Linked DNA regions of Macaca mulatta: region 2 is linked to region 1. The links are chromatin contacts, called in public Hi-C maps. All regions are on one chromosome and are shown on one strand. The core of a region is the stretch at or near the end of the contact, and the rest is flanking DNA. Distances in the headings are between cores, read along the strand shown.

Region 1 (3,573 bases), core at 122-2,621:
GAAAGGAGGGTGAGTTTGGCTCCTGAGAAGAAAACAGGAACAGAAGCCCAATTCTTACGAAAAGAAAAAGGAATTTGAATTCTGAAGATACTTGATTTCCGAGAAGCTCGGAGCCAGCTCCAGTCCTTGAAAGCTCATTGCTACAAGAGAAAAAAAAAAAAAAACCGAAAGTGAGGAATGGCTTAGGCGTAGAGGGAACGATAGTTGCCCTCAGTGTGCTTTGAAGTCTGCTGCTCTGGAACGCATGGGTAGCCTTCAGAGGGTCCTGTTCTTTTATTTCAGACTCCTGGCCTGGCTGAATTGTCATGATTTTGTGTCCTGCCTACTCTCCTTTTTCATCTTCCCGTTCTCAACCTGTCTGTAGGCCTGTTTTAGTCAGGGGCTGTTTGTCCAGATGCCTTCTCAGATATCACACATCCATTTTGAACAGAGGTCCTTCTGCCTCCCCAGGGGACACTGGGGAATGTCTGGGGACATCTGTGGTTGTCACAACTGGGGGTGCTCTTGGCATGGAGTGGGTGGAGACCAGGGATGCTGCTCAGCGCCCTGCAGTGCTCGGGACAGCCCCAGCCCAGAGATGGATCCATCCCCAATGTTCGCAGTGCCAAGTGGGGACACCCACTGTCATCTTTGGTGATAATCAGGGCAGAGTAATAACTCTTGGCGCTGAGAACTAACTGGGTCCACAGGGAGTGATCCTGGTGCAAGAAAGGACGTGGTTCCACCATCAAGGAGGTTCAAGAATCCACTTTTCAGCAAGGAGATGGCTGTGTCTTCCCTGTGCGTGGGGCCAGGCCACACAAACCTGAATGGTGGGGACAGAATCTTAAAACACACATCACTTGCTGCGTAGACCTGGCCCTCCAGGAGAAGGAAATAGACGAGATTTTTCTGGGCAGCGTAATGACACTGCAAGTGTTAAGACAAGCACCAGGACAGAATCTGGGCTTTGAAGCGACCGGTATTCCTGAGAGCGCTCTGGACTTGTTCCTTCTTGTTCGGAGGGAGGAAATTAATTGCTTTCTTCGGGCAGATGAACTCTGGTACCATCTGGACGCCAGCGAGTACCAGGAGAGGAGGAGCTGATGGCTGGCGGAGGCCTTGTGCCTCCCAAACGCCAAGGCTCATTAGCCAATCAGAACGAAGGTAACTAAAACCACTCAGCTAACTCTGCCCCAATTATCACCGAAGATGACAAAACATTGTCTAAATACTGATCTGAACTATGTGAGGCAGGTGACAGCTCCATTTGGCATACGGAGGAACAGGAATAGAAGAGAGATTGCTTAAGGTCGCAGTGAGTCAGCGGCTCAGCCAGGAACCGGCCCAGAAATTGCTCTCAGCGCTTTCTGCATTTCCTTTCCTGACATTGCTGGTTACTAGGTGATGGGAGTATTTTTCTGTAAACAGAAGCCTCTTCCCTTTGTGCCCAGGCAGACTCATTCATCACGGCTGCAGTCCAAGGCTGCTTCTAGCTGCGTCTCTCCTGTGCCCCTCACATGAAGTCAGGAAGCCACGGGAGATGTTCCCACTGGCGCATTTGACTCAGCAGAGGCTCCAAAAGGTCAAGTGCGCATCTGGTTCACTTGAATGTTCGTTCAAGGTCAGATGCGCGTTTTGTGGATTCCAAAGGCTGGTGCCGGCCAAGGAGGGGAAATTGCGCGGCTGGTTCTGTGCTTTTCCCCTTTATTTCATGCCCGTCCTGATCTTGGACCAGATGGTAAATGAAACGTGCTTAGCTTATAAACAGCACTCCGGGCATGTTTCTGAGCCACGAGGGAGCTTTAGGCCAGCCAAACCCATCGGCCAAGCAGGGCCAGGCTGGATGACAGGTCATGTCTCGGCCCCTCCCCTTTATATTGGCTGTTCCAAGGCTCCTGTAACCCGGTCTAAGAGGACACAGGGGAAGGCAGTCAAAGAAAGACTGCCCAGGTCCTCGCCACAGGAAGAAAAACAGAAGAGAGGACAAAGGAACGTGAGAAAGCAAGGACGGTGGGGCAGTCACCAATGAGTCCAAGTTCCCACGGCAGATTCAGGTTCAGAGAAGAAGCATGGCCTCCACTCACTCACATCTGTCCTGTGCTGGATTGAGGGGTTCCCAAGCTGGGTACTGCAAAGGTACTCCACAGTGTGCTTCCCTGTGCCCTGTGGACTTTACATTGAATAGTACCCACACCCTCGGGGCCCTGCCCTCTCCCCCTCTCCGCTGCCCCCTCCTCTGCCAGGTGGAGGAGTTACTCAGGATCCAGCATCACCCCTTCTGGGAGGACCATGTGAGTTACTGCTGTCACCTGGAAGCACGGCCAGGACCACGAGCCGCTCCTTCTGCTGGGCGGACAGCTCATCGCTGGTGTCTTGTGTGTGTTTGTTTAACTCTTTATCACAGACGTTTCAAACATCCACAAAGTAAATACACAGTGCAATAAAACTTAATGAAGCCACCACCCTCTACAGGGTATCAGTGTCCTGCCATTCTTATAGCGCCTGGATACCCCTACCCACTCTCCATCCTCCTCTCCACCCTTATATTTTTACAGGCTTTGTTGTCGTCGTTAAAATTCACATATAGTAAGTGCACAAACCTTAGCTGGCTAATTTTAACAAATCGCAACTCCATGTAACCCCACACTGTATTATCATACAGAATGTGTCCATCTCACTGGAATGTCCCCTCCTGTCCCTTTCCAGTCACTCTCACCCGCCACCGCCCCCTGCCCGCTGTTATGATTTTTTTTTAACTTTAGTTTTAATCCACTCTACTCATCTACTCTTTTGGACTCAGCTTCTTTCACTCAGTGTAATGATTTTGAGATTCACTCATGCATTGTGAATTTTAGTAATTAATTCCTTTCTATTCATGAGTATTCCAGTAGTATTCCTCTATTAGCTTTTTAGCTATGCCCTTCTTTTCCATTTTTAGTGGTTGTTTTAGGGTTTTCAGTATGAATCTTTAAATCATCATAGTCTACAATTTCTCATCCACTCTCCTGATGAGGAAGATTTGGGTTATTTTTACTTCTTAGTGACTGAATCAAACTGCTATGAATAAGGCCGAGGCAGGCGGATCATTTGAGCCCAGGAGTTTGAGACCAGCCTGGGCAACATGGTGAAACCCTGTCTCTACCCAAAATACAAAAATTAGCTGGGTATGGTGCTGCACGCCTGTAGTCCCAGCTACTTAGGAGACTGAGGTGGGAGAATTGCTTCAGCCTGGGAGGTTGAGGATGCGGTGATCTGTGATTGTGCCACTGTACTTTAATCCTGAGTGAGACCCTGTCTCAAATACAAAAAAACCAACAAACAAAAAGCTGCTATGAACATGCTTATACAAGTTATTATTATTTTTTGAAGATATATGTTTTCATGTCTCTTGGATAAAAATAACTACAAGAGGAATTCTGGGCTAAAGGGCAGGTTTAACTTTCTAGAAAACTGCCAAACCTCTTTCCAATGTGGTTGTATCATTCGTATCTACACATGGGGATGTGTGAGAATTTTAGTTGCTCCATGTACCTACAACATTGGATGTTGTCAGACTTGTCAGCTTTAGCCATTCTAGTGAGTATTTAGCGA
Region 2 (3,680 bases), core at 129-2,628, 63 kb before region 1:
GCTACCCTTGAAAGGATCAGATGCTCAAACTCAGGTTTGTACCAAGTAAGAGGCTCTTAAAACCACGCATCGGTGCGTCAATGGCCTGTAAAGTTCTAATAGTGCTGGTTAATTAACAGTCATCAGTTAAATAAAAACAATCAATTAGGGAGAAGCTCGTCTGGGAGGAAAAAAAATAGTTTTAACAATCACCAAGGGTAAATTGTTTCAAGGAGACCTGGACATCTCCCAGGAAAGAGGCAGTTTTTGTACCATTCTCATACCCGAACTCGTTTTCACTGGCCCTGTGGTTTTACTAATTCTTCCCTTGTAAATGTGCTGGCTAAACGTTTTTGTTTGAGGCAGGGAAGGATGGCTTATGATTGTAATCTCAGAACTTTGGGAGGCTGAGGCCAGAGGATAACTTGAGCCCAGGAGTTCGAGACCAGCCTGGGCAGGATGGTGAGACCTCGTCTCTTAAAAAAAAAAAAAATTGGCCGGGCGCGGTGGCTCAAGCCTGTAATCCCAGCACTTTGGGAGGCCGAGGCGGGTGGATCACGAGGTCAGGAGATCGAGACTATCCTGGCTAACATGGTGAAACCCCGTCTCTACTAAAAATACAAAAAACTAGCCGGGCGTGGTGGCGGGCGCCTGTAGTCTCAGCTACTTGGGAGGCTGAGGCGGGAGAATGGCGTGAACCCGGGAGGCAGAGCTTGCAGTGAGCCGAGATCACGCCACTGCACTCCAGCCTGGGAGACACAGCGAGACTCCGTCTCAAAAAAAAAAAAAAAATTGGCCGGGCGCGGTGGCTCAAGCCTGTAATCCCAGCACTTTGGGAGGCTGAGACAGGCGGATCACGAGGTCAGGGATTCGAGACCATCCTGGCTAACACGGTGAAACCCCATCTCTACTAAAAAAATACAAAAAACTAGCCGGGTGAGGTGGCGGGTGCCTGTAGTCCCAGCTACTCGGGAGGCTGAGGCAGGAGAATGGCGTAAACCCAGAGGGCGCAGCTTGCAGTGAGCTGAGATCCGGCCACTGCACTCCAGCCTGGGCGACAGAGCGAGACTCCGTCTCAAAAAAAAAAAAAAAAAAAAAAAAAAATTAGCTGGGCTTGGTGGTGGTCTGTAGTTCCAGCTACTCTGGAGGCTGAGGTGGGAGGGTCCTTTGAACTCAGGAGTTTGAGGCTGCAGTGAGCTGTGACCATACCACTGTACTCCAGCCTGGGTGACAGAGCCAGACCTCATCTTTAAAATAAATGAATAAATAATTTTTGTTTGATTTTATTTTGTATTTTAGCAGAAAAATATCTTTATTTTATCGTGCCATTTGAGTTCTGTGGCAAAAAAAAAACATTGAAAAATAGTATTTGTGCTTGGTAAACGCACATAAAAACATGCAGACAGACTCAACCACATGAAAGGCTCTTCGATGAAAGTTAAGCCTCCCTTCCACTGTTATGTATATCCTTAGTGTATTTTTTTTTATCTTTCCAGAAATATTATCTGCATATACAAGCATGCTGCAGAAGGGTGCAGAGGAGGCGTGGTACAGGGTGGAGGTGAAGCACTTGGATTTTAGAGACACGCTGCTTGAGCTCGAATCCCAGTTTGCAATTTGCTAGCTAGCTCTGTAAGTGTGGACAAGTGACTGAACCTTTCTGTAGCCCAGTGTGGTGGGCTGCCCCTACATGAGACCCCCAGGGTCCCCATTGTCTCATGTTCACACCCTTATCTAATCCTTCCCTTGAATGTGGAATGGAGTCTTGCTCTGTTGCCCAAGCTGGAGTGCAATCTCAGCTCACTGCAACCTCCACCTCCTGGCTTCAAGCCATTCTCCTGCCTCAGCTTCCCAAGTAGCTGGGATGACAGGCGTGCACCACCATGCCCAGCTTATTTTTGTATTTTTAGTAGAGACTGGTCAGGCTGGTCTAGAACTCCTGACCTCAAGTGATCTGCCCACCTCGGCCTCCCAAAGTGTTGGGATTATAGGTGTGAGCCACTGCATCCAGCCTCACTCACTTACTTTTTTTTTTTTTCTTTTTTTTTTTTTTTGAGATGGAGTCTCACTCTGTCACCCAACCTGGAGTGCAGTGGCACCATCTTGGCTCACTGCAACCTCCGCCTCCTGGGTTCAAGCAATTCTCTGGCTCAGCCTCCCAAGTAGCTGGGATTACAGGCGCCCGCCACCACGCCCGGCTAACTTTTTGTATTTTTAGTAGAGACGGGGTTTCACCGTGTTAGCCAGGATGGTCTCGATCTCCTGACCTCATGATCTGCCCACCTCGGCCTCCCAGGGTGCTGGGATTACAGGTATGAGCCACTGCGCCCGACTTTTTTTCTTTTTCTTTTTTATAAAACAGCAGGCAGCTCCACAAGAGGTCAGCCCTCCTCACTTCCCCAGTTACCAGCACAACATGTGCACCTCGGCCCAGAGGAGCCCAACCCAGCCCACTTGACCCCGGCCTGCAGTGCCAGGCACCAGGTTCCAATTATCTTTCGTATATTGTTATTGTACTCTACAACCTTGCTGAAATTGTTTCTCAATTATAATAGCGATTTGGTAGGATCCTTAGGATTTTCTGTATACAAGATCATATCATCTACAAATAGAAGTAGTTTCACTTCTTCCTTTCCAATCCAGTAGCCTTTTATTTCTTTTTCTTGCATAGTTGCCCTGGCTAGCTCCATCAGTACAATGCTGAATAGAAGTGGTAGAGTGGACATCCTTGTATTGTTTCTGACCTAAGGGGGAAAGTATTCAGTATTTTTTGGTTGTTTTTTCTTTTTTCTTTCTTTTTTTTTTTTTTGCCAATAAGTACTCTAATATTAACTGTGGGATTTTCATAGATACCCTCTATCAGGTTGAAAAAGTTCTATCTCTAGTTTCTTGTGCTTTTATCATGAGTGTTGGATTTTTGTCAAATGCTTTTTCTGCATCTATTGAGATGATTATATGGTTTTTGTCCTTTATTCTACTAATATGACTTTTAAAATGTTGACCCAACCACTTTTACACTCTTGGGATACATTTGACTTAATCATAGTGTATAATTCTTTTTATACATTTCTGGATTTGGGATTGAGGGTTTTTACATTTATAATCATAGGAGAGATTGGTGTGTAGTTTTATTTTTTTATTATAATGTCTTTGTGTGGTTTCGTTATCCAGATAATACTAGCTTCATAAAATAGTAGAACTAAGTGTTCCCTCCTTTCCCATTTTAAGACAACAGATGCTCCTCAACTTATGATGGGGTTGTAGCCTGATAAACCCATTGTAAGTTAAAAATGTTGAAAGTCGAACCATCGTAAGCTGGGGACCATTTAGTTTGTGAGGGATTGGTGTTAATCCTTCTTTAAATATTTGGAAGAATTAACTAGTATAGTCACATGGTCCTGGGCTTTTTGTGGAAAGTTTCTTTTGGATTACTACTCAATTTCTTTACTTGTTATAAGTCTATTCAGATTTGCTATTTTTTATTGAGTCCATTTTGGTAGTTTTGACTTTCTATGAATTTGTCCATTTCATTTAGATTATTTTTTGGTTACTGGGTTTCATTTAATTTATCTAATTTGTTGGCATACAATCACTCATAGCATTGCTCCATCATTCTTTTTATTTCTATAAAATTAGTAGTGATACTTCCTCTTTCATTCCTGATTTTAGCAATTTGAGTCTTCTCTCTTTTTTTCTCGTTT

Evidence for each region. A called contact is a pair of places that touch in the nucleus more often than the background predicts.
Region 2: a Hi-C map of CD4 T cells shows a contact between it and region 1, with 3 times the contacts expected there. The contact joins two enhancer-like sites. A contact is called at or near these places in 8 of 14 Hi-C or Micro-C datasets (CD4 T cells, blood, cortical neurons and 4 more).

Annotation. Positions count from the first base shown.
Region 1 is chr19:6,945,164-6,948,736 of T2T-MMU8v2.0, reverse strand. The region is part of intron 3 of RFX2 (regulatory factor X2); the gene reads left to right. Among named protein-coding and RNA genes, the nearest start is that of ACSBG2, 80 kb to the left of the region's middle. Within about 2 kb of position 1,371, at least 30 of the 40 cell types and tissues checked have an H3K27ac peak or open chromatin away from gene starts, as enhancers often do. A contact at or near this core is called in CD4 T cells, where this site is marked.
Region 2 is chr19:7,008,184-7,011,863 of T2T-MMU8v2.0, reverse strand. The region is part of intron 3 of RFX2 (regulatory factor X2); the gene reads left to right. Among named protein-coding and RNA genes, the nearest start is that of ACSBG2, 17 kb to the left of the region's middle. Within about 2 kb of position 1,378, at least 3 of the 40 cell types and tissues checked have an H3K27ac peak or open chromatin away from gene starts, as enhancers often do. A contact at or near this core is called in CD4 T cells, where this site is marked.